Regions from separate parts of the Mus musculus genome. Here all the other regions are linked to region 1. The links are chromatin contacts, called in public Hi-C and HiChIP or PLAC-seq maps. All regions are on one chromosome and are shown on one strand. The core of a region is the stretch at or near the end of the contact, and the rest is flanking DNA. Distances in the headings are between cores, read along the strand shown. Region 1 holds the start of Zfhx3 (zinc finger homeobox 3). Region 2 overlaps Gm39243 (a long non-coding RNA gene). Region 3 overlaps Zfhx3 (zinc finger homeobox 3). Region 4 overlaps Zfhx3 (zinc finger homeobox 3). Region 5 overlaps Zfhx3 (zinc finger homeobox 3).

Region 1 (5,544 bases), core at 1,331-3,830:
GGGAGCGAGTCTGGGGGTGGGGAAGCAGGTTTGGCTGGGTTGGAGAGGTGTCATTTATCAGCCAGCTAAGCGTTCAAGCGTTCGTGGGCAGACCTCTGGCTCGGAGAATGGGTAAGGGGAGGAGAAGAGAAGGGGCTAGCATTCCCTGGTTTATTTTTAAATATTTATCCTTTGGCTGTCAGTGAGGCTTTCTAGCCGAGCGAGCGAGCGAGCGAGTGAGGGAGCTGAGGCCAGGGAAGGAAAGGGCGGTGAGAAACCCGTGAAGGGGCCTGCCTTTTCTGGCGGTGGCTCTATTTTGTCCTTGCGTCCTGGGTGCTGCCCCAGAATATCAGGCTGTCAGTGCTGGGCAGGCCTGGGTTTAACATCAGACAGCTGCCCTGTCCTGAGTCTGGGGACAGAATTGGCAACGTGGATTTCGGAGAAATTGACGGTTTCATTATGTGAGCGTGGGCCTTGTGAATTCCCTCTTGTTTTGGTTGGATGGAAATGAGTTACCCCCGAGGCAGGAGCACCCCAGCTTTTTTTTTTTTTCACAGTCCATCCTGTTCACGACGGTCTCCAGGCTGTAGGTTACCTGCCTGTGGCTCTCCAAGTTAAATTTTTGTCTAAACAAAGACAGGCTTGAGTAGGCCTCGTCATGCATGTAGTTATTGCAGGGTTGAGATAAAGAAAGGGGATCAGGGTCATTCTTTTTTCTGCTTGTCAGGCTTCTGAGGTGTAGAAGGCCTGACCCAGGGCCTGGGACAGAGGCAGGATCAAGGCAGAGGCCCTCTACTGCCACCCCCTCCTCAGGATCTCTCATTACTTTAGATCCTGTCTTGTGGGGTGTTTTTTTTTCCCTTTCTAGCTTTCATTTTGTCAAAATGTGTATCCCATGCCCCCACCTATACTCACCTCCTTACAAGATTCTGAGGCTGTCCCGTGAATAAAACTCATGAGGAAGCTGCAAAATTCAGTTTTCCAGGAGTGGAAAGCAGTTTCCTGTTGGCTTTGCATCTTCAGCCTGTAGCTTCCAGGTGAGGGCTGAGGGTCTGGAATCTCTGTTTTCCCAAAGAGATTTCTGGAGGGGGGGGTCATCTTCTGAGAGGAGATTCTCCCCCCCCCCACCTTGCCTATCTCCTCGTCTTTATGCATTATTCATTGCCACTTTTTCAATTAAATTATTAATTGGTTTTCTTTAAGGTGTTCCTGACTCGTGTGGCTAACATAAATAACAGTGTGTTTTGAAAACACCACCTGTTCTTGAGCCCGAGGTCAGGCAGCCTGAAGCAGGTCTATGGAGGCCATACTCTGGCTCAAAAACCCATCCTCCCCCAACCCCCCCAGACCTGCTCTCCCCCTTCCCCAAGTTTGACTAAATTTGGCCTCTGCCCTCCTTTGTCCCTAATCAGACATGATTCCCCAGAGGCAGCTCTTTTCTCCCAAGGTCCTAGCTTGGGGTGGGGGAAGGGAGACGGCGATTGCAATCTTTTTTTTTTTTCTTGTGCTAAAATATAGACAGGGTAACAGACTGCGCCCAACAGGTTAGGTATTTACATCGATTTGAAACCGAATTCTATTGTACCAAAATGCTTCCTACATTGGGGCCCTGTAGTTTTCACCAAGCAAGCCTCCCCCTTTCCTCCCTGTTAGTGTGTGTTTAATGCAAATACGATTCCATACATTCTGCTCTTCGCCGGGTGAGCTTATTATATTTCTAACACTTGCATGGTTCATTATTGTGCAGTAGGAAAAGACTCGCGGCTGCCGGGGGCAGCCTGGGTGGCTGGTTTTCAGAAAGAGAAAAAGCAGGTGTCTTTCTATGCTGGGAATGAAGACTAGATTTAGGAGGAGGGTGGAATTCTGTCTGAGAGGACTGGAGCCTTCCGGTGAGATTTCAAGGGGGCCTGCCTTTGCATAACAGAACGCCAAAGGTGAACCTTGGGAGACCTAGAAGTGCCCAGCTGTCGCTGTGACCAGCCGAGGTAGCCCCGTTGGGTTTGATCCTGGTGGTAGAATCGTCTTGAGCCGGGCCACCTTTCTTGCCCTGTCTGAAATGCTCTGTGGCTCCTAAGGGCAGTCTCCTGATCCTGACAGCGGGTGGTTCCAGGCTGCTTGGCCTTTTCTAGTCGTTTCTTGCTCTCCTCTTCTCCCCCTCTCCTTAGAAACTGTCCTTAAACTCTCAATGGAGAGTGAGTGAGTAGGGGATGTTTTCGTAAGTTTCTGCAGCTGAAAAACAGAAGTGCTCTGTGAAGCAGTTAATAGGATGGGTGTGTGTTTCAAATAAATTCCTGTCCACATTGGCTAAAGTCCCCATGTTAGAGTGGCCTGGCTCTGACGTGGACAGGGCCCAGAGACTGATGGATCAGGGTTCGGAGGCCCCGACTGCTTGTTCTTCTCTTTTGGGGGAGAGACTGGGGGTGGCCGAAGGCGCGTCCGTTTCTTCCAGGCCGGCCTTTGACTTTTGATGAGCGGTGCGGTCAGTGCCTCGCGGGGACGCGGCTTTGTTCCTGCCGGGCCGGTTCCTGGGTTGGTGCAGGCCAGGGCAGCCAAGGCTCCTGTCCCCAGGCGAGTGCGGCCCAGGCCGCCTCCAAGGCTGGTGCTGGGAGCCCGGGCCCGGCAGCTCCGGCCCTGCTCCTGTGTGTTTGTGCGTCTATGTCCCCAGGTCCCCGCAGGCGCGCGGGCGCGGCCACCGCGAGCAGCCCGGCCTGCGCCCAGCGCGACTGTAGATGTCAGGCTTTGCCCGGGGAGCCGAGAGGCTGCGGGGCTGTGAGTTTCAAATTAACCTTCCGCTTTGTTGCTGTGTAATGTGGATCCCCGAAGGCCCCCCGCCCCGCCCGCCCCCCTTCCTCGGGCGGTGCGCGCTGCAAACTGCGAGTTGAGCTTCATTTACATAAAGCGATTCCGGGCGGGCGGGCGGGCGAGCGGGCGGCGCAGGAGGAGGAGAGAGGCGGGCAGGCCGGGACGGGGACCGGGACGCAGCGCCGCGCCCCGTGGGTGAATCCCCGCCGCGCCTGGGGGACCTCCCTCCCCGGGGCAGCCCGCAGATCGCCAGCCCCGGGCCGCCACCATGCGCGCCCCGCCCCTGCCGCCAGGCCCCTCGCTCCTAGCCTGCGCCACCGCCGAGCCCGGGGGGCAGCGGGAGGTGGGGAGAATGCCGCCTGGGGTGGGTAAGTTCGGGGCTCCGCTGCCACTGGAATCTCCCGTTGTCGCGCTGCCCGGCGTGGTGGCCCCCGGACCTCCGAGTGCCTCCTTCCTCCTGAGGTGTACGGAGGCTTTGTGTGCCAGGTGAGTGCAGCCTCCCTCCCCCGCCGCGCCGCTCGCAGCCGGCCTAGCGCTGGAGGCAGGTGCTGCGAGTGAGTCTTGGCTGAACTTCCCATTCTCTTGGGGCGTGTGGGGGAAGGGCAGGCTTGGATGCACTTGAACTCCTAGACTCCAGGAGGAACCTACCTGGGGAGAGAGTGGCTTAGAGTCTGCTGGGCACCAGAGTACGTTCTTCCTCCTATCTCCTCTTGCTTTTCCTTCCCGACCTCCTCCTCCTCCTCCTCCTCCTGCTTTTGGGTTAGTTCCTACCTTGTTAATACTTGGGGGTACTGGTGCCATTGAGAACTTTGGATTCTTTGGTCTAAAACACACCTTCAGCTGCCGGGGGGGGGGGCGGTTATGAAGGAAAGAGAGAGAGAGAGTGAGAGTGTGTTAGAAGTCGCTGGTCAGTTTGCAGCAATGTGAAGAATGTGCCTGTTTGGGGAGTAATTAAAGAGAGAATCAGGGCAGAGCTGGCGGGACCTATGGAGATCATCTTGGCCTGGCTGCTCTCTAATTTCGGTTTGTTCTTCTGCCAGAACCGGTACAGCATTTATTTTGGGGGGCGGGAAGTACGAAGGAAAGGTAAGATTTTTTTTTTAAACTCCATTTAAAGAGGAGAGATATCCAAGTTAGGGTAGCAACAAGAAAAATAACAACAAAAAAACCAAAAACAAAACCAAAACAAAATCCAACTCAAAGTCATTTTGTAGGCTTAGAGAGAAACAAGCTTTCTGGATAACAGCCTTTTCTGTCCTGTGCGTACCTATGTAATGATGATGGTGATGGGAAATCTTACCCTCAGGGGAGAGCCCACAGCCCACATGGCACACTCAAAGGGAGTTTCAGCAGCCAGCCTTAGTGGTGGTACCCAGTGTGCTAAACTGGTTTAAAGGTGACCGGAGAGCAGGTGAGTCCAGGAGGGCACCCCACCCCCCACCCTCCACCCCTTGCATTTTCTCATTTATCAGCCTCTGAAGACTCTCTTGGAGCCACTGATATATAAACCCCAGAGCATATAGGCTTCCCATCTGGAAGGCAGGGAAGGCCAGGGCCTGCTTGGTGTACGGCATCAAGACACAGCAAGGAAACCAGACTTAAGCCTGGGAGAGAGATGGTGAGGAAGTTACACGTCATCTTCATCTCACTTCATTTCGTGCTTTGAGATCTTTGGTGACGAGTCACTAAGTAAATAAGAGTCTAATTTGAAGCTCACCCATAGCTGGGGGTAACTGTTTCTTTGCCATCAGGCAGCAGGTGCCCAGTTTGTAGAGTTGGCCCCTAGAGTCCCCTCATTCCTAAATTCAGGAGGTGTCAAACCTTCATGTTCTTTTAATGGCTGTGGTTTCTGGATAGGTTTCAAGGGAAACCCTAAAAATCACGAGTTCCAGTGGGCTGGGCTGGAGTGCTGTGGCCCAGACTGCATTAAATAGGAAAGCATAGACCTTCGGAGGTAACCTGATCGAGAGAGAGAGGGAGGGAGAGAGAGAGAGAGAGAGAGAGAGGGAGAGAGAGAGAGAGACTGCAGTAGGGAGTTGGAAGCCTGGTTCTTGTTATCACAACATCCACTGGCAGCCTGGGATTCTAAATCCAGACGTGGAACACAGGGAACAGAGGTGGGCTGAGAGGAGTCTGGAGACAGATGCTCAGTCATAGAAAGATTCTGAAATGAGTGTGTGTGTGTGTGTGTGTGGGGGGGGGGTCATTGGAAAGACTGGATGCTTGCACACCTGTGTTTGTGTTTTGTAGTTCTGAGGGGTTCCTGAAGGCCGCCTTCCAGAATGTGTGCATGCCATGAAGGCCAAGAGCAACTTTCTCCACCCACCCCACCCCCTCCCTTTCTTTTCTAAATCACAGGACCAAAGAGCCTGCCTACATTTGATTTCTAGTATGGTCTTCAGAAGACCTGTTAAAGTGGCTCTCAAAACGGGCTGGGGGTCACACCGGGTCTTTTATTTAATTACACACAAGTGTTATTTAACAACATGGGGTCGGTGGCAGAAGCAAGCACTTGTACACTTTGAAAACAGTCCTTTTGGAATGGCCAGGAATTAAGTGCTTTGAAGACCTTCTGTCCTTATGATGTGGGTCAGGTACTCCCCCCCTCCACCCCCACCCCCTGTCACCTCACACTTTCTATGGGATGGAACTCTGGGTTCTCCAGTTCTGAAAACTGTTTGATTGACAAGGAACTGGCTGGCTCTCTGAGAACAACAGAAACAACAAGCTGCAGCCGCCAACCACCTGAAACCTTAATTTTGG
Region 2 (5,544 bases), core at 1,761-4,260, 250 kb before region 1:
GAGTTATGTGTGGGGCTCATGGTGCCTCCTTATCCAGTGATGTGACGTCAGATCAAACAGAGGGAAGTAAATGAATATGAGCCTGGATTTGATGCCTCTTGGTAGGGAAATCATAAATTTTCTCTGACCTCTACCTCTGGTTTTTTGGGGGTTTTGTTGTTGTTGTTGTTGTTGTTGTTGTTGTTGTTGTTGTTTTTGTTTTGTTTGGTTTTTTTTTTTGATGTGCTTCATGATTCTGCCCACCTTGTACTTATATTGGTCCTCAAGAGAGAATATGCATGTGGCTCTCATGGAGATCTGACACACACCAGAAGTGTGCCTTATGTCTCACTCAAGCTCTATTTCTGTCTCTGTCTCTCTATCTCTGTCTCTGTCTCTGTCTGTCTGTCTGTCTCTCTCTTTGGAGTTTACCACACTTAGAAGAAGCTTGCTCATCATTTCAGGGAGAAAGATAAAGCTGGTATTTTTGTCAGTATTCAAAACATAAAACAAAAGGAAAATTAAAAAAAAAAGTCAAGTTGAGCTCTATCCCAGATGTGCCTTTTTGGCAGCATTTAGGGAACAAGGTTCTAGAATGAGTTTATCTAAGCTGTGTCCTACCCTTGGTTCTCCTAAGACAGTTGAAGAGGCCGCTGGTCTATTGTTCAAGAACTTATCGTATGAAGACTTGCTTTAGTTATTGTTGAAGTTACAATAAAAACCAGCAGTGCCTGCCATGCACTGCCTGGGTCTACATGGACTGTCAATAATTAATAGAATATTTATGCCTTGGATTAAGGGAATGCCCTTTCCATTGTAACCTCAATCCCCCAACAATCCAAGGAGGTGAGCTAATTCTATGCCCCAACATTTCAAGTCAGAACACTGCCACTCAGGAAGGTGACCCAGCTGGCCAGTGGCAAGGTCAGTCTTTGCTGTGAGTCCAAGCTCTCAAACCTTGAGCTACCCTGGCCCCTTCATGGTGGGATTGATTTACAGAGTCACAAAGACACCAAAGCCTTTTATGGATTCCTATCAACTACCAGGAAGCAATGGCTTGAGCCTGTGACTCAGGAATAGTGTGGAGTTAGGAGTGGAAGGAAGACATTCATGAGTGGTCTCCAGCTTGTTTCTCCATCCTGCTGCCTCAGCCCTTTTGGGAGTTCAGGGTCCTCTGCCATTCTTCAGGACAGCTGAAAAACAGCTTCTGTGTATCTAGATCCTTGGCATAATGTAGGTACCAATTCGGAAGTAGATGTCAAGACGCGCTCTCTGTCTTCTTAGGCAGTTGCCATCAGAATACCTGGAAATGCTAATCTCATATTCTGCCATGTCTTCTACCTTGAGGATGTGTGACTTGGGAAGGCTCCCCTTCACGTTATGTCAATGAGATAGTCAAGCATAGTAAAGCCAGCCATGGAGAGATGGTAAGGGGGATCAGGATGAGTTGTGGGGGAGAAGGAACTACAGGCATGCAAGCATCCCAGAGATGGTTTGTGATATTGTCTGGACCACACCATGGGAAGATATGCCCTTGTAATCCCTACATGCTTCTCATGTACACCACAGCAGTACTTGCTAAATGCTGGGGGAAATGGCAGTATGGGTAATAAGAAGGACTATTGGGGGGTAATATCTATAAAATTATTACCACCCTCTCAACGTCAGTAGGAGGAAAAATTGTCACTGTGTCCAAGGGAACATGAATCCATATTTCCTCGGGTGACACTCCCTGCCAGCTCTCTTGTGATAGGACGTGGATGTGCGGCTGTCGGCAGACTTTTATATTTAATGAATAAATGCTATGTAATTTGCCACCCTCGTCGTTATGAGCGTGTTTTATTTAAGTGGCAATCGCTCCGCTATTCGTTGGAGCAGCCCATGGGTTGGGTGGGTTTAGTTTACCATGGATGTTGCAAACAGCAAAGGTATATAACAGGCTCATTTGGAACATGTTTTTTAAATAAGGGGTCATTAGCCTGATGGGCCAATTTGGACAATGGATTCTGCAGCAAAGCAAACTCATTGTCCATCTTCTGCATCCCAGGCCCTCGATTGAGATACAGAGCTGAGGATCTTTCTTTTCATAGTTATTGTATCCCTGTGATTTCCCCCCAGACCTCCAACCTTTTCCTCCTCCTCCCTGACTCCCTCATTTGTACTGGATGCTAGTCTCTGTCCAGGGCTCTCTGGAGATAAAGACTTGCTTTAGCATACAGCACACTCTCCTTAATGCAACCGAGTTCACTCTCATCATTTTAATAGTGGACCTAAGGTATGTTGCCATGTGAACAAGCCATCACGTCACCATAGCAACCAGCCAGATTGCAGCACACCAGTCTAAGGACTGGACCTTCCTCCCCCCGCCCCCCCCCCCCGTGTCTCTCTGTCTCTCTCCCTCTCTCTTTTCCTTGCCTGTGCTCTTTCTTTTGTTAAATTTGCTGAAGTGCTCACAATTCAGTCAGCTTTTTCAAGCGGGGTTCCGTTTAAACCTGTAAATTGTTGTATAAACAGAAAGGCCAGTGTGGCACTAGGCTTACTTTCAAAGATGACTCGATGGGGACTTTGAATGTGGGGCCCACCCCCACTCTCTGCCATGCCTTATAGTTTGATCAAAAAAGAGACGATCACACATATTGGTGGCATTTGGACTTAACCCACCCTCCGCCCCTGAGTTTCTTCTTAGCTTTCCCCAGCGGGACTTGTGACTCTCCCATCCAGGCCCGGTGACCACAGCTAGCCCTTGACGCTGCTCAGAAGCCCTTGACAGTTCCTGAGCTCTGTAGGACCTGAATTAGACCCAATTAAAGATGTGGATTCTCCGTTCCCATTCCCTATTGCCAAGTAACCCGTGCCGGTTCTCATTCCAACCTCGTGGGGAGAGCAGGGATGTTGAAAGGGTGGATGATAAAGGGACGTGTACCACGTCTGCCTGCCCATATTCATCAATTTTGCTTGGCCTTTGATGCTCCTAACCTTCTCATCTTTGTTCGGGGAAGCAGAAAGCATCATTCTTCCAGGCTCTCACATCTTTTCCCATTTGATTCCCTGCTCGCTTGCACATGGTACATCTATTACCTGCCCCAGTCCTAGCATAACCCCGTCCCCACCCTCTGAAACTCCCCCCCACCCCCCGCTTTTTCAGTGCCTTGCCCTGCCAGACATTGATTGCTGAGTAGTCTTACAAGTGTGTTGGCCAGTCAGGCTATGTGTGGGCACCACTGCAGGCTCAGCTGCAGGCAATCACAGGGTGGGGTGAGCTGCCCTCCATGAGCAAGAAGGACCAGTTGGCCGCAGCTTGGTGCATAAAATTACAGCAAACAAGCTTCAAATAACGAAGGACACTTTCATAATTGATTTATGCAGGACGCTGAAAGTTCTATTACCTTTTGTTTAGCTCAGGGGGCCTGACTCCACGCAATCCATTGCTGAAACTAATTACAAGATATAATTAAACTGTGACACAAAGATATTATACCGTTAGTTTACTAATGACACCGCGAAGCTGTACCACCAGCACAGGACAGTGATTACGCTTCATTTATTATTTATCCTTTTGCTAAATGAGACGCTGACATTTTCAAAAATTACTTTGAGGTTTCTTAATTGTCGGCAGCAGGATGGACGAGGAGGAGTTTGCCTTTCCTCTTAGTTACTCATCCAAACCTCAGAAGTATTATTAGCCAAAAAGGAGAGAGAGAGAGAGAGAGAGAGAGAGAGAGAGAGAGAGAGAGAGAGGAAGAAGAAGAAGAAGAAGAAGAAGAAGAAGAAGAAGAAGAAGAAGAAGAAGAAGAAGAAGAAGAAGAAGAAGAAGAGAAGGAGGAGGAGGAGGAGGAGGAGGAGGAGGAGGAGGAGGAGGAGGAGGACCTGTCATCCAATAGTAATAAGGAAAGCTTAATTGCATCTTTGGACATTTTTTAATTCTTACCAACAGTGTTTAGCAGTGGATGGGGGCGGGGGTGGGTAGGGGCAGCTGACCAAGGGTTTAGGTCTAAGGGAGAGGTGCTGTATCATAGATTAAAGGTGACTCATCCTATTATCCGGACAAGTGCTGGTATCCATGGAGAGGTTTCTGAAGAGACTGGGCCTCGAGGACTGAGAGGAAGCTGACCCCACAGTCCTAGCTTTTCCCAGAAGCCTGTTCCAACAGGCAGAAGGCTGGGAGCGCTCTGATAGTGTAACATGATTGGATGATCTTACCACGTTCCCCAAACAAACTACTGCTTAGCATTGCCAATGTAGAAACTTATGCATACGAGACCCATTGAATCTACTTATGGACAGGACCTGGGTTAATACGTGCCTCCTGTTTGACCTGTTTTAAAAAGCATCTTCCACAGATATCAGGGTTTCCTGTGAGGGCGGCTCCCTACGGATGAGCTCGCCTGCCTGGGAAAACAGCCTTGCTTCTCTCCTCAATTGTCAATATTGCTTGGTCAGCCCAGCTGCAAGGGCTCTAGAAAAAAAACCAGGAGTGGAGATTCCTGCCAGCAGCTTCAGGACTGGGCTTCTCTGGGTCCGTTTATTTACTGTCCCCTCCATTTCCACGCAGGAGCCTCCCTTTATCGCCCCTCGCATTTATCAAATTCTCGGAACAATAAAAGATTAATTTACTTGCCGCCATTTGATGAGTTTTTGATGCTACAAATGTGCGTGCGCAAGAGTGGCCCTCCTTAGGGCTCATCTGGGTCAGGCTTCCTACAAGGTACCGCTGGCCCCGAATGGCCACTAACCTCTCCGTAACCCCAGTGGCGATGCAATCACAGCAACTGCTGGTCGGCTTGAGACGGGGGTTTAATTTCTTCAGAGTATAATGGCATCCGGCATCTATAATTATGCTATTTTCTCTCCTGTGCTGATTAGATACGGTCTACCCAGAGAGCTAAATGATGAATATTTGACTGGAGTGTGTTGAGCCAATAGCTGGTAAAATAGCCACAACAAATAAACTTGGATGGGAGGGAGGGGCTCAGCAATGGCTATGGCTCTGCCAGGTGACATTAGCTGGTAAGACTGGAATGAATTCAAGATTAATATCGGAGCCAGACATTATCTCCCCCCCCCCCGCCCCGCCCCCGCTGCCTCACTGTAAACTCCTGTTTAAAAGGAAGGCAAGAATGAAACCCAGAAATCTCAGCTTGGAAACTTAGCTTCAGCAGTCATCATTCAGCCAGCCAGACTTTCTCCACCTGTGTCAAGATCATGGCTGGGTATTATTTCCAGAACCATCTCTGCTTCCCAAGTGTCACCTAGCTTTCAGCTGAGAAGTTAAATTCAGCATTATTCTGCAGCTTGTGTATGTATGTGTCTGTGTCTCTGTGCATGTGTGCTTGTGCGTGTGTGTGTTTGTGTGTGTACATATCTGTGTTAGTGTCTGTGTGTGCCTATGTGTGTGTGTTTGTGTATCTATGTGTGTATGTGTATGTGTGTGTGTGCACATGCACCCTGTATGTGTCTGTGTCTCTGTGTATGTACGTATCTGTGTCAGTGTCTGTGTCTATGTTTGTGTGTCTGTGTGTATGTATGTTTGTGTATCTATATGTGCATGTGTCTGTATATATTTGT
Region 3 (5,544 bases), core at 1,502-4,001, 230 kb after region 1:
GTTATGTTTCTGTGTTACCTGCAGAAAAGTCAGCGATGGGGCCCAGTTCTTTGAGGATCTCAGAGGTTTGGGCATACTTAGAATGGCAGTGACTGGGCCCTGGTTTAACCCTCTTTCCACCCTGTGCTTTGCTGAGCTTGCTGGAAGGGAAGGCCTTTCCAAATCTTCACCCAGCCCAGCTGAGTGACTGATGAGCTAGGCTCACTGTGGCTGCGCACTGACCCTTCCACAGAGTCCAGGAACCAAATAGGATTTGGAAAACCAAGGCAAGCACTGACGGAGCCCTGCCTTTGTTATCCTCTCCTCACGGAGCAGGGCTTGACCCAGAGCTGTTAGCTCGATTACATTTCCAGTCCTCTAGGAAGAAGATTAGAGCACAAGGCTCTGGACACTGGTAGGAAGAGAGGGAAGAAGAGATGCAGGCCTCGAAATAGTGATGTTTGGAAACTGATGGGGGCCCCATTGTTAGGTCTACACACAGTGAAGCTGCTTCCCCATCAACCTTGGTGCAGACGCCTGCACTCATAGACCTCTACTCGGTCGGCTTCCTAGACCCTTAGTTCCCTTCAGGGATCCTCCCCTTTGCCTCCTGGGGATTTCTTGCCCATTAAATCTCACACACCAACTCTCTCCCCAGGACAGGCTGGGCATAGTATAGATGGGGCAAGAGCATGTGGATAAAAATCCCTCCTTAAGCACACACATGGGGCAGGAGTTCCGGGTTCGGAGGCCAGATTAAGATGCAGAAGGCCCGTGAGGTTGATGATTATATTTCGGGGAGAGTTAATTGATGGAAGGTGAAGGCAGACAAAGAACCTCTGCTTACTGCCTTCTTGAATCCCAATCAGGAATTATGATTAAAGTCGCAGCGAGACAACAGAGGGCTGATGAATTGGTGTCTTTTTTTTTTTCTTCCCTCCCCTTTTTTTGCCGTCATTCACACTTGATTGACTTCAACCTTTCAAGTGCAAAAGTCTCTCTTTTCCATTATTATTCATAGCCATCTGAGTTTTTCTAATTAAAGTGTATGAAAACAATTACTGATCCGTCGTACTGAGTCTGTTGGAGAGGATGTCTGCCTTACTGTAACGCTTAGAAAAAGCCCACGGTTTTCTATAATGATGCACGGCTGAGGTGAGAGATAATTTTATTCTTTTTTACTCTGTAGGGCTTTTTTTTTTTACTTCTCATGATTCATTTTTTCATAATTCCTAAAGATCCCCCAAAAGGACTGATCCTGCAGCTACAACTGAGAAAAAAGGTGTGTGGGGGGGCTCTTTTTATTTTCCTTCTCTTTCTCTCCCTCTTACCCCCCACCTCGTGCTCCCCCTCGGCTGAAGAGGCTGAAGACTATAAATTAATCGGTGACCTTTCACTTCTTGGATTCCCGCTGGACTCCCCAACCACACTGGTCAGAAATGCTTTCTATTAAGGAGAAAATAGAACGAGTTTGGCAGTCCCCACTCTGTTCTGGGCAATTCAGCTAGCTAGCTCTACAGCAGCTGTCTGTCGCAGGCTCCATGCACTGTGGTGCAGCTGTCTGAAGGCGGGCACATGCCTTTCCCATTCACCTGCCACACACCTGCTCTGCCTAGCGCGGTGGGCCTTCTCCTCAAGACCCTTCTCTGGAGCGCCTATTGCTTAGGTTTTGTGTCTACTGGTTTCCAGACCTGTAAAACCCTATCTCGTGCACCTAAATACGAAGTCGTCTTTTTGGCCAGCAGCCACATTTGTTCTAGTTCCCCCTACTTGTTGAGCCTGTTGTTGGTGACACTAGCGGACTTGGCCAGCAGCTGTCTGAGAAAGGCAAGGATCTCACAACCTCTCAAATAATTTTTAAAATATTAAGTTTAAACAAGCGAAATTAGTCTTGCAGTGAAGTTTTGTCTGATTGGTCCAGCAGGGCCTCTGGGTGGGGCTAGGTACTATGCCACCTCCCGTTACTCCTCCAGCCATTGTCAAATTAAAGACAGTTTCTAGTGCATCTGGAATTGTTATCGATGTCAAATGTTCCTGCCTCGTGGCAAAGAGAGATTGCTGCCCACTCCCCTGTTAGTTTCCAGAGTGTCACACGTGTACACAATGAGACATGGTCATGCCTATGCCCCAGTTCGTCCTCCAACCCCACCCAAATGAGGTAGACAATCTGTAGGTCCCCCTGCAGACTGAGGAGCTATGGGTAGTGGGCACTTGCCGGGAAAGGGAGAATTGTTTGGTTTTTAAGGTTGTGGCCACTGGAGAGCTGTACTTGCAGGTTAGCGAACTCTTTAACTCTTGCAGGTTAGCGAACTCTTTAGATGGAGAGTCCTTATTCTTCGCCCGGATACTGAAGGCTGCCATGGCCTGTCACTGTCACACATCCAGAAGAGCCTGTGATAGGAGCTAGCTTCTGGCCCACACAGCAGGGAGGCAGAGCACAAAGTCTGAGGATCTGACCTAAAATGTAGCTACTTAGATCTTAGGGCTAATTATGGAAATGTTCCATTAGGGGCTAACGGCCCAGTCTCAGGGAAGGGGGCTTCCGTTGTAGAACGCTGTGCAGAATTAGCTGGATTGCTGGGATTCTGGGCACACGCTCCCTCTGATGCTGTGTGCCCCATGCATAAAAGGCTCTAGACGAAACTCTGGCTTAACGTGAGTCACAAGAACTGCTTGTTTGTGCTTGATGTCAGCTTGTAAAGGGTTACACGGTGTTGTTCCCTGGAAAAGCTGCCAGTGTGTGCGCGTCCTTAGCCTCCCTTTGTTCTCCTTTCTGCCTCTTACCCTTTCCTTCACTCCGCCAACTCCCCTCCTCTCCTCGCCTGAATACATTTTGAAAACAGTGCTACAATGCTCCCTGCTTCCAGATTACCGCGTACTTTACTAGGTATGATTTAATTAGGGCCCTTATTATGTTTGCGGTAGCTTAAGGTGGGCCTTTCAACTTATCTACCTAATTGGTTGCCCAAGAAGTTTCACAGCCCGTGACAAAACATTGTCAGTGATCAAAGTCAAAATTCTGCATAAAAGAAAAATATTAATAATAAGATTACTCTTCAAGTGTGCACTGCTAATTATGTCCAGAATGTAACCGTAGAAACACTTTTGACTGATGTGAGCTTTGTCTAATAAACATGAGTCTTCACTGAGCTATGCAAAGTGACACCTCCAGCTTCTACGCTGGTGAAGGCTAATTTTGCTTATTGAATACTTTTTAAACCTTTCGTATTTTGTGTCTGTTTTCCCCCGCGCCTTGACTCTGTCGTCTCGCTGCCTCTCTCCCCTCAGGTGACCGCTCCTGAGATGGTTATGCCTAGTAGCATGTTCCTCCCTGCTGCCGCTGCGGACCGAGATGGGAACTCCACTTTGGAAGAGGCAGGAAAGCAACCTGGTCAGTGTCGCTAATCATAATTCCTCCAGCCAGAAACAAGATGAATTCTTGGTCAAAAATCTCCATGGGGCACAAGGGCTGAGGGATTCTTTACAGTATATCCCAAGTGAATGGGGCTGATGGGTTTTATCAGCAAAGCCTGTGGCCTTTTAGGTCTTAGGAAGTATCTTGTAGTCAGTTTGCTCATGGACATCCCCATGGTGAACTCAGCCAAAGACATGGCTGCTAGAGCCTTGCCACTCAATGAGATCCCTCAGCTGTCTCTCTCACTACCTCTGCATAGAACGCTTGGAGTCTTCTGGAATCGCCTTGTTTAAACATACCGCTTGTAAGGACCATTGTCACAGGCGTTTCTGCTGCAGTAGTGAGATAGCTCTTAGGCCTCCGTGCTGGTTCTTTGCTCTCCTCAGTCTTGAGCACACTCTTACAGGCATCTAAGGTTCACACTGCCGGGGCCCAGCCCTCTTCCTTGTGACGTGGCCACATTAGAAGGAGACCTGGGAAGAGCCAGGGTACTTATGGATATGATGAACCTTTTTTTTTTTTTAAAGTAGTACAGTTAAATAATTAACTTTCCTGCTAACGTGAGCAGAGACCTGGGTTCTAGAAACAGTGATGTAAAAGCCAGGGGGGAGGGGTGTCACATTAAACACGAAACTAAATGCTTTCAAGAATCCTGAAACCCTAAATGCAGGACTTCCTCACAGCTTAGGACAGCATTAGTGCAGCTGCCCCTGACAACAGACCTGATGTGCTAAAATTCCTATAACCAAAAAAGTGGGCGTGAATGGTACCCTTGAGACCAGTAACCTTCAGATGACCTTTTGAGAAACCGAGGCTTCAGAATTAAATACAGTTAGGAGACTGTTGGGTCTATGCTATGACACAGGCCTGTTACGAATTGGGCCTATATATAATATAGCCTTCTTCCTATCCATCTGTTCTTGGGCACCTTGGTTATGTGCGTATTCTACTGGCCCTGTGGAGAGACTTTGGCACTCGGTTGGATGTTTCCTGTGTTCATAAAGCCGGGCTAGATAACCGCTCTGGGTGCCACCCTGGAAACAAAGCCTTCTTCATCTTTGGGCTTGATGTGTTTGTATTTTTCACAGAAGCGTCAGAGGACCCGGGAAAGAACATCTTGCCACCTGCAAGCATGGAGCACGGCGGGGACCTCAAGCCGACCTCTGCTGACCCCAGCTGCGGGAGAGAAGACTCAGGCTTCCTCTGCTGGAAGAAGGGGTGCAACCAGGTCTTCAAAACCTCCGCCACACTGCAGACCCATTTCAACGAGGTGCACGCCAAGAGGCCCCAGCTGCCCGTGTCAGACCGCCACGTGTATAAGTACCGCTGCAACCAGTGCAGCCTGGCTTTCAAGACCATTGAAAAGCTGCAGCTCCACTCTCAGTACCACGTGATCAGAGCCGCCACCATGTGCTGCCTCTGTCAGCGCAGTTTCCGGACTTTCCAGGCTCTGAAAAAACACCTCGAGACGAGTCACCTGGAGTTGAGTGAGGCTGACATCCAACAGCTTTATGGGGGGCTTCTGGCCAACGGGGACCTCTTGGCGATGGGAGACCCCACCCTGGCTGAAGACCACACCATCATCGTTGAGGAAGACAAGGAGGAAGAGAGTGACCTGGAAGATAAGCAGAGCCCGACAGGCAGCGACTCTGGGTCAGTGCAGGAGGATTCAGGCTCCGAGCCAAAGCGAGCTCTGCCTTTCAGGAAAGGCCCCAACTTCACTATGGAGAAGTTTCTGGACCCTTCCCGCCCTTACAAGTGTACGGTCTGCAAGGAATCCTTCACTCAAAAGAATATCCTGCTGGTGCACTACAACTCCGTCTCGCACCTGCACAAGTTAAAGAGGGCCCTTCAGGAATCGGCAACCGGCCAGCCGGAGCCCACCAGCAGCCCGGACAATAAGCCGTTTAAGTGTAACACTTGCAACGTGGCGTACAGCCAGAGTTCCACGCTGGAGATCCACATGCGGTCTGTGCTGCACCAGACCAAGGCACGGGCAGCCAAGCTGGAGGCTGCAAGTGGGAACAGCAACGGGACTGGCAACAGCGGCGGGGTGTCCCTCAGCTCCTCTACCCCCAGTCCCGTGGGCAGCAGCGGCGCCAACAACACCTTTACCGCCACCAATCCAAGCAGTGCCGCCATGGCTCCAA
Region 4 (5,544 bases), core at 1,643-4,142, 150 kb after region 1:
AAATTCTGTGGACCTGAAACGAGTGTAAGGACTGCCTCTATTTCTGTGCCTGCTGCTCTCTCAGGTCCCGGGAGAGCCACCAGAGAGACTCGTTGGGTCCTCAGTTAACACTCAAGTTTAAATAGCAACATTTAACTTTCTGTGTTTGAGCCACCCAGTTGCCAGCGTTTCATGGTGGTGCATGGATCCCTGCTGCTTCAGCACCAAGTTAAAAAATAATCTGGGATGCTGGGCCAGAGAGCACCCAGTCCCTTGTCGGGCACTCTCAGGCTTGCAGCAGAACCAGCTGAGGTATGTGTGGGGTGCATTCACCATGATTTTGTTTGGCTTGCGTCTTGGATGGATAGTCACCACTGGCTGTGCTGTCTGCCAGGCCGAGTGGATTCTGGGATTTTCTTTCTTCGAATGGTAGAGAACACATCTCTAGAAAGGTATTTAGTTTTGGTCCCCCACCCCCACCCCCAATCTCACATCTCTTCCCATCAGCAGTTTTGAGAGATTCTGAAAGGACGCTGTAAGGACAAGTTGTCTTAGGGGAGATGTTTGAGGGCTTTTTATAGTTTCATATCTCTGGACTATCTTGAGACCTTTTGTGTATATTCTAATAAAAGGAGCTATTTATTGCATTTTTAGAAAAGACGCTTGACCTCTGTGCTAATTAAAACATTAAAAACTGGACAGCATTCTGTTTTCTCAGAATGGGTTTGTCTGATGTTGTAGTCCCCAGTTTTAGCCTAAATTGTTAAACAGTTTGGTCCCTCTCAGGGTCATTTCCTTGGCTTGCATATGATGGCAGCCAACTCTCATGTTCTCTTAATTTGTTCTCACCTGCTCTTTTTTCCATGTATGAGCATTCCTCATAACTAACTGTAAGAGTCTTTTCTCTCCCCTCCTTTTTTTCTTTTGAAGATTTGTTTTTATTTTATGTCTGTATGAGTGCCTGGGTATGCGTATGTATACCACCTGTGAGCGAGTGTTTGCACATGTGCATGGATCCCACATGCATGCCTGCTGCCTACAGACACCTGAATAGGACACCAGACCCCCCAGAACTAGAGATAACTGGTTTTGAGCTGCCTGATGTGGGTGAGGGAAACTAAACTCAGGTCTTCCAGAAGGATATTGCACGTTCTTAAACTCGGAGCCAAGCCATCTCCCCTGCACTTTAACCCTCTTCACAAAAGGATAGATTGAGTGAGGGTCCATCCTGAAGGCCTCACTAACTTCATTACTATGGGGAGTCCCCCCTCTATCAGTGAAAGCAGGGTTTGAGGTTCTTTCTGGTGGTTAGGACCTGAGCGTGGGCGTGTGGGAAGAACACAGTTCAGTCTGTGACGTTGGGCTCTGTGATAAGCTGCCACCACTTTCCCCAGCTTTTCTGTTGCCTCTCTGGGTGTGGCAAGAGCAGAGAGCACAAAGATGGCTGCAGAGGCTAAGAGAGGATGCCAGGGACCCTGCTCATGGCCCCCGCAGTGCTAGGGGGGCCCTAGCAGGCCTTCTCCAGTTTTCCACTGTCAGCACACTCTCTTCAATATTTGTCCCTGGCATCAGAGCAGCAGAGAGACTTAGAGGGAGCAGTAGGTCAGACCGCGGTTCTCCGAGTGTGTCTTACCTTGAATCTTCTCCTACCTGTCCTGATGGTCCCCTTCCAAGCCTTCCTCCCAGCCCCCCAAAGGCACAGCCAGCCCCACTGGGTGTATTCTGGTCCCTGTAAGATGAGTTCAGTTAGCACTGGCTGAGGCCCCGCACCTGTCCTCAGTTAATGGGCGTGCGGGTTGTGCGGACGGTTTTGCCTCTTGGCTGCCCATGCGTTGCATGCTTTGGGAGACTGAACAATACAGTGTGGGTCCATGGTAAAGTTTGGTGGCCCCGGCTTCCTTGTCCCATCCCACATTTGGTACCTGATAATGGCATAGAATTTTCTATCTTAAAAATAGGCTGGGCTTCATCCAAAGGATCTCAGTGGCTGAAAGTACCCAGAGAACTTAAGGTCCCCCCCTTTTTTAATATTAAATAAATTATTGGATGATTGATTGGTGGGCTGTGTGGAGGGTTTTCTCTTTCTGTCACATGGGCTCTAGGGGTCAAGCTCTGGTGGCCAGGCTTGGCCATTCTCCCACGAGCCATTTCTCTGGCCCCTTTCTTGTCAATTTACTCTTTTGTGTCAAATCCTCCAGAAAGCGGGGGTGGGGGAATAAAGTTGGGGCTGAAGTATTTTAAAAAGAGAAAGAATGCCCTAGAAGGCCAGAGAGGAGCTTAAGAGTTGAGGAATCAGGTGAATCAGATACAGAAAGGAAGATACAGAGTAAAAAAGAAAAAGAAACGGCCAGGGAATTTGATACCAGTATGCACCCCCTAAGGATGGAATGTATGCATTAAGTACTTACGTGTACTTCGAACATGAATCGCTTTTCTGGGCTGGGAACTTGTAAATCCTTCTATTTATTTTGAAACACATCACAAATGGTTGTAGACAGTTGTCGCCCTACTGTGCTGTAGCAAACCAGAGTTAGTTCCTCCGCCCACCATATGTGGCTGCCCGGCATCTAGGCTCCCTCTGCTCATTAAGCTTCTGTCCTGCTCTGCGTCAAGGCTGAGGCAGGGGATCCTATTTGCCTGTTCTTGCTCCTCTCACAAAAACCCACAGCTGTGGAGACCCAAGCCTGGAGGTCAGGCTCCGTTGTCCTGCAAACCCTGGCATTGTCTTCTAGACAGCCATGCTGGTTTGGAGTCTGGAGAATCAGCCAGGAAGGAGAACATAGCTCAGGTCTTCCCTTCCTCGTTGGCTAACACCCAACAAATATGGGATGTTGGTGCCCAGGGGTGGAGACTGGACCCGGAACTGTTCTAGATAAGGAGCTAAGAAAGGCCTCTAGTGGGAGGCGACAGTAGGGGCTGCACGGAAGGGGAGGATCCTGCCTCAGGGGGAGGTTGGCCTGGAGGAACAGAAAAGCAGGCTGGGGAGTGGGGATGTGGCAGGACACTGGGCTCCAGGCAGGGCATTGGAGTAAGGTTGGGTTGGCTGGCCTGGTTCCAGTCAAGATGTGAACACACCAGAAAGCAGAACAGTTACTGCTGTTGAGGTTCAGGGAGACAAGTGACCTGTGTCTGTAAGTCCGGGTGGGGGTCATGTCCCTCCTGACTTCCCTCCCCCAAAGCCTCCCTGGAAAAGGAGCTAAGATATGGGTGAGGATGGAGGCCACAGAGCGCCAGATCTCCCGGAACCTGGAGCAGAGCGCAGCTGCAAGGGCAAAGGGTCTCGTGTCAAGTCCACACACAGTCGTGTGGGGCTGGCTCTCTCTGCTGCAGGCCGGGGCTCAGCATCACCGCCCTTACCCCACCCCAAAAGACAAAAATCCCTGCTGGAATTCCCACCGCCTAAGCATGGAGCACGGGGAAGACTTCTATCTTTGGCCTTACAGATAAATCATCTGCCTCAGTGCAAACCTGGGTCCTGACAACTCAGGACAGCCCTTGGCTACCATATGCTGAGAAAGACCTCCCGAGCCAGCTGCCCCTCTGGCGGGCACCCATGTCAGACAGAACATCCTGTGATCTGCAGCTTCATTCCTGTTTTCTGGGGTGGGATTTCATGTCACTGATGCTGCAATCCTAAAGCAGGCAGTGTTTTTTAAACATTTCACCCTCTTAGTGTCTCCAGGGCCACGTGACCAGAGGTGGCCATCACATCTGGATGCCTGATAAACCACCTCTGACTTCCATGTTGGGGGCCCTGCCTGTGACAGGCAGCCACTTCATTCCTTGGTGGCTATGTGCCCAGACCTCGGGCAGATCTGAAGACTTCCTTGGAACACATAAGACCAGAGAGCTTTGTGCCATACTCTGCTGTTTTCTCTGGCCCTTTCCTTAATCAAGAATGTAGACTGGGATTTTGGAGGTCTAGGTTTTTGGGTTTACTGGGGGGAGCTATGTCTTCTAGTCACTTGTTTAAGGTTCTTTTGAGAGAAGGATGCTGGCACCCCTCCTGGATATCTGGAAAGAATGTTTCCACCACACCTGTCTGCCTTGTGTGAGGACAAATTTAATATATTTCAAAAGAAAAAAAATCTAGCCCCAGGCAGCTTTTTTTTTTTCCTGTTTGTTTCTTTAGGGGGAGGGATAAAAAACTGAAAAGCAGCAACAGCAGCAGCAGCAAGCTGTGGTCTGACCAGCCAGCAGAAGAGAGATTATCTCTAAAGGATATGAAAGGTTTAATCATTTTAATTTTGTTTTTATTAAAGTTCATCATAACTTCTTCCCCTCCCCCAGCATGCCCTGGTAGAACAAAAGGAGGTAATATAAATATACAGGAACATCCCCCCCCCCCCCCAAGTATTTGGCTAATAAAAGAGCTCCTTTGGGTGGTACCCTGAGGAGAGGAAGCAGCTTCATGGCTAAGGACCGTAGGCTGACCGGGGCAGGCTGGACACAGCCCTAGCTTGTCTGACCAGTGTCCAGTCCACCTCTAGCAGTCATGGGAGGATCATAGCTTCTGTCTACTGGAAGCAAAACCTCTAGGTGTTGGCTCACTTTCTCTTGATTTTTAAAGGAAGTCCAGCTTCTCAAAACACCTGTTGCTGAAGACATTGAAATTTCTGCCCCTCGCCAGCCTCTCCCACCTCTGTTGTTCTGGTGAAATATTTAAACCCGGATCAACATGCTTTAGACAGCAATGCTGGGACAAAGGCAGTCTTCAGTTTTTAGGCAGACAGACAGACAGACAGCATGAAGCTTTCAGACACACACAAAAAATTCTGGCTTATCTTCCCACTGTGACAGAAAAATTAAGCTGATTTTCAACGTTAACTCAGCTGTCAGTGATCACTGGATGCAGATGAACTGGCCACACTGGTTCTGAGAAGAGTCCCTTCCTCCCGTGCTGCCTCGGAACCCCCACACAGGGCATTTCCTCACCTGAGAACAATAGAGTTGCCTTGAACATTCTGTTCTTGCCACTTGAGGTAACTTGGATGGTTTAGATAACAGTGGTAAGCAGTGGGCTGACATGCTGTCGTCTGGTTTAGACTGCCCTGAGCTGGCAGTGCAGCTCACTCTCGGGCACATCTGCATTAGGACCACATAACTGTGCATCACTGTTAATGAGCAGCTACCCACTCATGGGAAGGGAAGCAGCCTTTCTAATGGTCGCTCCTATTCAAGTCTTGTAAACCACATGAAGGCTTTCACCTGGTCCCAGTGAGAATGAGTGATCTGGAGACAGCCAGGCCACGTGGACGGTCAAGGTTCTCGATGCTCCTGAGGAGCCTCCTGGGCATCTGAGCTGTGCCTCTAGCACTGACAGCTTCCACAGAATTGGATGTCTCTCTGCAGGGCTCAAAGCCAAGCCAGTTGTCCCTACTGAATAAGGGGCCTGGAGCCTCAAGGTTGCTCCTAGTCAGCTACTCTGCTCCTGGCTGACTGTGTTCCAGGGGATGTGAGTGAGCCCAGCAGCCCCAGCAGCATAGACATTGATGAGATTGGGTTGGGCCAGCAATGGCCAGTTTTCCCTTTGCCCCAGAGTTGGAAGAACACCAAAAAATAAAC
Region 5 (5,544 bases), core at 2,183-4,682, 130 kb after region 1:
ATTCGTCCGGTCTCTGAGCAGCATCACGGTGTGCCGTTGACCTTATTAGCCCTTTCATGTTTGTCACTGATGGATGGATGGATGGATGGATGGATGGAAGTACCTTTTTCTGTAAAGGCGTGGCAGGCTCTGCCCACACCTATTTAAGGCTCCTACAGCCCGAGTTGCTACCCAAGAGGTGTCCATGGAGGCTGCCCTTACTTGCTGACTTCTGTGCCCCCTTCCCACAGTGTGTGTCCAAGTCTCACACCTAGTTTCTCATTAACAACAGAACATGGTGGACAGCCTCTGTCTCAGAAAATAAGTCATATAAAATACACACACACACACACACACACACACACACACACACACACACACACACACACACATATAGAAGAAATGGAAAGCTGGGACATCTGTGACCACTCAGAGGTCCTCGAACTGGGACATTCTGTCTATCTGGAGGGAATGGAGGGGATGATGACTGGTGATCTGTGTACTAAGAAAATGAGGTCACTAGGTACAGCCATTTAAAGTCATTATCCCCCGTCATAAAATCGAATGTAAACAAGTAGTAGATATTAGCAAACATTTGTTTTCTCCAGTCCCCGGTCTTCTAGCCCAGTAGGGGTGGTGCAGCCCAGTGAGGTTCAAAGGCTGGTGCATGGTGGGTCCTGACAGGGATTCCCTCAGCACTGGGACCCAGAGCCAAAGAGATGGAAATTGCTCAGCTGTGATGGGGAAGAGCTGCTGAAAGACAGCGTAGGCATCACTCTTGTCTTTTGATTCCTGTGGCATTTTAGCCCATGAAGGAAGTACCTGGCAGGACATCGAAGCGGGAAAAGTCACCAGAACCAGAAAGAGGAGACTGATGAGCGAAGTGGGAGCTGCTGTGGGTCTGCTTTCTTGTGACAATGCACGAGCAGGACTGAAAGCTTGAGGCGAAGGAAGCATATTCAGACTCCATTAGATAGGGCTCAAGCAGCCCGCCAAAGACCAAGCGTCAGACGGAGTGGGAAAGGGTTTCTCTCATTCACTCAGACCATCGGCCATCAAGGTTTAAGGACCTCCCATGGCTCTGAAGCTGTGCTAAAGGAAGAGGATGAAAGATAGGACTTAGGCCCAGCTCGAGAGATGCTGTTCACTGCGTGGCAGGGAAGCCGGCCATATTGGTTTCCCAGTGTGATGAGCAGGACACAAAAGCTACTTCTGAAATAATGCAAGTCTCAGAGGGAAGACTGGAGACCTGGGCCTCTGTAAAGTGCGCAGACTTGGCCATTCCAGAGGAATATGTTCTTTTGGTTTTATTTTGGTTTGGTTTGTTGTTTTGAACATCTGTGTACCCCAGACTCCCTTATATATTATTATATATAAACACCTTATATATTATAAACAAACACCTTATATAAGTTTCAACCAGATGACGAGCCTGTTACTCTTTGGAGTTACTACCAATCCCATGATCTTCACTTAGTAAGTGGATACTTTGATATACAATAGTAGATATTCCTTTGGTCTTATTTTTCCCAGAGAGTTTGCATTCCATAGCAGGTAGGTTATGGGCTGGACTGGGTGGTTTCTACTCTGAGCCAAATCCCAGTGCACATATGTGCCCTTTTAGATAGATCTTGGGCACCAAACTGTTTCTAGTGGAGAATCGATTGGCCACCACTCAAACGCGTGAAAGGTCCTCTGTATTGGAAGCCTGTCTTACCTTTCCTGCCATGATCACCAGACCGCCCTTGCCTACGCGTCACCTGGAAGGTTTGCTGAGACCCATGTCTCCAGGTTTCACCTTCAGAGTTTCTGTTGACCTGGACAGAGCCTAAGAACCTCCAAGTCCCAAGTTTCCTAGGAACGCTGATGCTGGGCAGTCTGCAACTGCTCGTGTAGAGTGTCTGCCGCAAGCCAAGCATCCCCGGGCAAAGAAATTGCCAAGTTCTTGGTGGGACTCCCCGCCGCCCCCCCCCCCCAATGGCCAGGAATGAAGGAAGGGCAGGTGCCTCCCCAGACTCTTGAATGTATCGTCCTTGTTTGTTATCTTTGTGAGAACTCAGGCTCCTCCAGCAGCCATGGGCCTCGGAGCAGCGGCTTTCGACACTCGCAACTTCCATGAGGAACAACCATTCTGAAGACCAAAGCTGGATCTTGGCCTCAAGAATGGCAGTTGGATCTCTGTGAGAACATCAGATTTCAGGGCTCAGTCTCGTCTTTCTATTCTACTGGACGGACAGTACTGAGACCCTTCTGTGGGAGGCCCCTTGTGGCCTTTAAATGCTGCTGAGGTTGTGAGATTTTAATCTTCAGGGACCGTACAGTCGAGGGAAGCCAGCAGACTCCCAGAGATTCTCCCCACCCCCCCACCCCCAGCCCAGGAGATACTCCTGTCTTTGAGCCCATGCCCAGTGGAGTGACTAATCGATGTCCTCCACTCTGCTGGACAATTAAGAGAAGCAGGAGAAGGAGGGAAAAAGTCTTCAGTTAGACCTAATTTGGCACCATATTGTTTTCTGTTAATCTATTTTGCTTTCTGTCCGTCTGTCCCAAGGGATGGGTGCCTCGCTGCTTGCTGAAGCATGCATAACTAATGTCCTCATTAAGGGCTGATCTGTTTATCAGGACCATGCTAGGAAGCCTGGCTGCCAAACCTAGGCACAAGCTGGGGGCTGTTCCCTCCCTCTGGGCCTTAGCCCCACCTCATTAAGCCGGTCCCGGCTATTGATTGGGAGCCTGTGTTTGGAAGAGTCTTACTTACTCCATGCATTATCTTGACAGGTTGATCAGACCTGATTGAGAACCTCTTAAAGGAACGAACAGCTGTAATGGGAAAGTTGGACTCTGTCATCCGTTAGGATGATTCTGGAAGCAAGAAGAACACGGCTGACATCTTGGAGCAATTGTATTTACAATTAACATGGCTGAAAACGATTGCCTCTATTGATCCCCCCTTCCTGCAATTACAGCCCCATTGTTTACATTCCAGCACTTCAGTTATAAAAAGGAAATTCAATAATTATTGCATTATTTAAAGTTAAAGTGGCACAGAGTTTGCTGGCTGCGCTCGCTGGTTGATTTAACGTTCAGTAAAATCCATGCTGAGCTCTCCATCTTGAGGCCGGCAGTATCGGCTTTTAATGAGACCTGGGGGGGTGCGGGGGGGGGGGGAGCTCGGTGTGCTGGTTGTTTGTCTGGGTTATCTATTGGGGGGTGAGGGGCGGTCCTGAAAGCAGAGTGGAGAAACTAGCCATGTCATGGTTCCTGAAAACGGTCCCTCTTGCCATGTGGCCATCTAGCCTGCAGATGGCCGGGTCTTGGTCTCTTGGCAGGCACTTGGATCTGTTTCCTACAAACAGGTTTCTTTTACCTTGTTGCTCCCTGTCCTCCTTCCTGTTCCCTTCGGCCAGCCGACCGACCATCAGCAAAAGTAGTGGACTCTGAGAAGAAAGGATGTGCTGTTAACAGTAGGTGGGAGGATCCCCGCCAGATGTGTCAGCAAGTTTCTCTCTGTCCAGTTCCCATTTTCCCCTTCCAAGGGAGAAATTGAATTTAAAAAAAAAAAAATCACAAACTGCTTATGAGTAAGTTTGCCCCATGGATGTTCCATATCCCTGCTCTCTGGCATGGCTGGCCACCCCTGGCTTCTCTCATCATGAAGGTGGTACCAGTAGAGCTCGGGAGGAGGCACCAAGTTTTGGATACCAAATTCATACTCTCAGCAGCAGCAGCAGCCAGGAAGTGGAAGAGCATGGGAGGGACCTTAAAGATGCTTCTTTTTATTCGCTATTGGTTGAGAGTCACTGTGGGCTTGGTTCCAAAGAGCATCTGTTTGGGGGGGGGGTACCCCTAGCAGGAAGGCAGAGCAGAGGAGGAAAACAGCCACACCCTCCACTTCCCTGCCACCTGTCCTGGTCCCTCCCACAGCCCCAGGGAACTTTAGACTACAGGAGTGACAGGCCAGAGGAAGATGAATAGAGGCAGTTGTGACTTTTATGGAAGTTGTGAAGCAGGCCAGTAGTGGGCAGCTCTGCCCCAGTGACTTTTTCATTGGGGGTGGGGGGGAGGTGAATTCTTGCATGCAGGTCTTGCGTGATGTACCCGACTTCCCTTCAGGAAAATGGCAGAGTGCAGAGATTTGAGGCCTTGGAAGTTTTCCTCCTTTCTGTGGGGGTGTCTCCATGTTTTCTCACCTGGGTCTCTCCCCCCCCCCCCCCACTCTGGTGATTGTTGTCCAAGCCATAGCCTCAGCACTGGCATCTGATTATAAATTCTGGCTGAATTAGAGCCCCCTGGAAGGGGCCCTAGTAACTCAAGGTGTCACAACTGCATCTGTGTACCCCCCTCCCCCCCACCGTGCCCGCCCCAAACTCTGTGCTCCTGATCAATGCCGCCCATGTTGGAGAGCCAGTGAGCTAAAACATTAGTTGCATCACCAACATCCAGGCCTGTGGTGTGGCACCCACCTGTCAGGTGTGAGGAGGCAGGATCTGGGCTCGAAGTGTGATGATCACAGTGGTGCCAAATGTTCAGACAGCCCTTCGCATTTTCCAGAGGTTTTTCCACTTATGGCTTCTCACACGGCTCGATCAATGGCCTCTGTGGAGGCGCGGCACGTGTGAATGCCTCCACTTTACAGATGGAGCCATGGCACCTGTGTGGACTGCCAGGCAGCCTTTCACCCTGCCTCTGCCATGTGGATTTTCATGGTGTCGGAGAGACAAATAAGTGAGCCCCTCAGAGTGTAGTTAGGAGTGAGGGGAGTGTGCCTCCCAGTTATGCCATCTAAGCTGTGTCCTCTGTCCTCACCTGGGATATCCACAGACTTGATTAAGAACAGGACCCTTGATTTTTCACCAATAGACAAAGGGATGGACGAACATGTGGCAAGGGCCTGGGCTACCTACACCAGCAGCAGGGCATTCTGGGTAAAGCTCTTCCAGTAAACAGGAAGCATCTCTTCACTGGGGGAAATCCCATGTGTTCAGGCTCTCCTGACCACAGTGTAAACTCTGTGTGTTACAGTTTCTTCACTGTTAACTTTGGCCTCCCCTTTAGGATCCAGGAAGCCATGAACGTGGGTTGTATTGAGGGAAATGTTAAGTAGTTCCCTTCTTAACCCCAAAGATTAACAAGCTTGAAGAACGCAAACAACAGTAGCCTTAATTGTCAGGAAAGCTAACTGTGTATCAGGTATCGTTAATAAGCATTTTCTGTGCATCTTACTATTGAGTGCCCCCGCCCCCCAGCTGTGGGATGAGGAGGTTTGGTTACTGAGGGTACAGAGGCCTCCCAGGCTCACAGTGAGGGTCTCCTGCTGGACCAGTATTCAGCCACAGTGTATCTCGGAGCTAGCATTATCAACAGGAGATTAACGAGGAGCAGGACGGTCTTGTGACTCTTATATTTTGTGTGATGACTTATATCTTTGAGGGCTGGGGAGTCATTGCCAAGGAAGGTGACCATCTCAGTGAACCAAGGAGGCCACAGTTGTCAGAACTTTGTTCTGGTGAAGGTTGGCAGTTCCAGGGCCTGGGGCAGGCCATAGGCATTTTCTGAAGGATGGTC

Evidence for each region. A called contact is a pair of places that touch in the nucleus more often than the background predicts. HiChIP or PLAC-seq counts read pairs in DNA pulled down with a chosen protein or histone mark.
Region 2: a contact with region 1 is called in an H3K4me3 HiChIP or PLAC-seq map of neural tube, with 3 times the contacts expected there. The contact joins the enhancer-like site here to the promoter of Zfhx3 in region 1. A contact is called at or near these places in 2 of 484 Hi-C or Micro-C datasets (the N1E-115 cell line and embryonic stem cells) and 5 of 115 datasets of contacts at active chromatin or transcription factors (differentiating embryonic stem cells, embryonic forebrain, embryonic hindbrain and 2 more).
Region 3: a contact with region 1 is called in an H3K4me3 HiChIP or PLAC-seq map of embryonic stem cells, with 7 times the contacts expected there. The contact joins the enhancer-like site here to the promoter of Zfhx3 in region 1. A contact is called at or near these places in 1 of 39 promoter capture datasets (the HPC-7 cell line), 4 of 484 Hi-C or Micro-C datasets (embryonic stem cells and nephron progenitors), 10 of 115 datasets of contacts at active chromatin or transcription factors (bone marrow-derived macrophages, craniofacial prominence, embryonic basal ganglia and 4 more) and 1 of 9 other capture datasets (embryonic stem cells).
Region 4: a contact with region 1 is called in a Hi-C map of uterus, with 2.3 times the contacts expected there. The contact joins the enhancer-like site here to the promoter of Zfhx3 in region 1. A contact is called at or near these places in 1 of 484 Hi-C or Micro-C datasets (uterus), 7 of 115 datasets of contacts at active chromatin or transcription factors (bone marrow-derived macrophages, embryonic basal ganglia, embryonic stem cells and 3 more) and 2 of 9 other capture datasets (liver and pancreatic islet).
Region 5: an H3K4me3 HiChIP or PLAC-seq map of bone marrow-derived macrophages shows a contact between it and region 1, with 6 times the contacts expected there. The contact joins the enhancer-like site here to the promoter of Zfhx3 in region 1. A contact is called at or near these places in 1 of 484 Hi-C or Micro-C datasets (the N1E-115 cell line), 8 of 115 datasets of contacts at active chromatin or transcription factors (bone marrow-derived macrophages, craniofacial prominence, differentiating embryonic stem cells and 3 more) and 2 of 9 other capture datasets (liver and pancreatic islet).

The regions. Positions count from the first base shown.
Region 1 is chr8:108,712,064-108,717,607 of GRCm38.p6, forward strand. Zfhx3 (zinc finger homeobox 3) reads left to right here and starts at 2,581. Exons shown (of 10, transcript NM_007496.2): 1 at 2,581-3,267.
Region 2 is chr8:108,464,586-108,470,129 of GRCm38.p6, forward strand. The region is part of intron 2 of Gm39243 (a long non-coding RNA gene); the gene reads right to left. It also overlaps a transcript of Zfhx3 not described here. Among named protein-coding and RNA genes, the nearest start is that of Gm39243, 5.0 kb to the right of the region's middle. Within about 2 kb of position 3,011, at least 11 of the 459 cell types and tissues checked have an H3K27ac peak or open chromatin away from gene starts, as enhancers often do. A contact at or near this core is called in the N1E-115 cell line, where this site is marked.
Region 3 is chr8:108,941,835-108,947,378 of GRCm38.p6, forward strand. It overlaps Zfhx3 (zinc finger homeobox 3), which reads left to right. Exons shown (of 10, transcript NM_007496.2): 8 at 3,268-3,370; 9 at 4,483-5,544. Among named protein-coding and RNA genes, the nearest start is that of Mir3108, 7.7 kb to the left of the region's middle. Within about 2 kb of position 2,752, at least 14 of the 459 cell types and tissues checked have an H3K27ac peak or open chromatin away from gene starts, as enhancers often do. A contact at or near this core is called in embryonic basal ganglia and embryonic forebrain, where this site is marked.
Region 4 is chr8:108,865,214-108,870,757 of GRCm38.p6, forward strand. The region is part of intron 4 of Zfhx3 (zinc finger homeobox 3); the gene reads left to right. Among named protein-coding and RNA genes, the nearest start is that of Mir3108, 69 kb to the right of the region's middle. Within about 2 kb of position 2,893, at least 21 of the 459 cell types and tissues checked have an H3K27ac peak or open chromatin away from gene starts, as enhancers often do. A contact at or near this core is called in liver and uterus, where this site is marked.
Region 5 is chr8:108,843,744-108,849,287 of GRCm38.p6, forward strand. The region is part of intron 3 of Zfhx3 (zinc finger homeobox 3); the gene reads left to right. Among named protein-coding and RNA genes, the nearest start is that of Mir3108, 90 kb to the right of the region's middle. Within about 2 kb of position 3,433, at least 33 of the 459 cell types and tissues checked have an H3K27ac peak or open chromatin away from gene starts, as enhancers often do. A contact at or near this core is called in the N1E-115 cell line, bone marrow-derived macrophages and microglia, where this site is marked.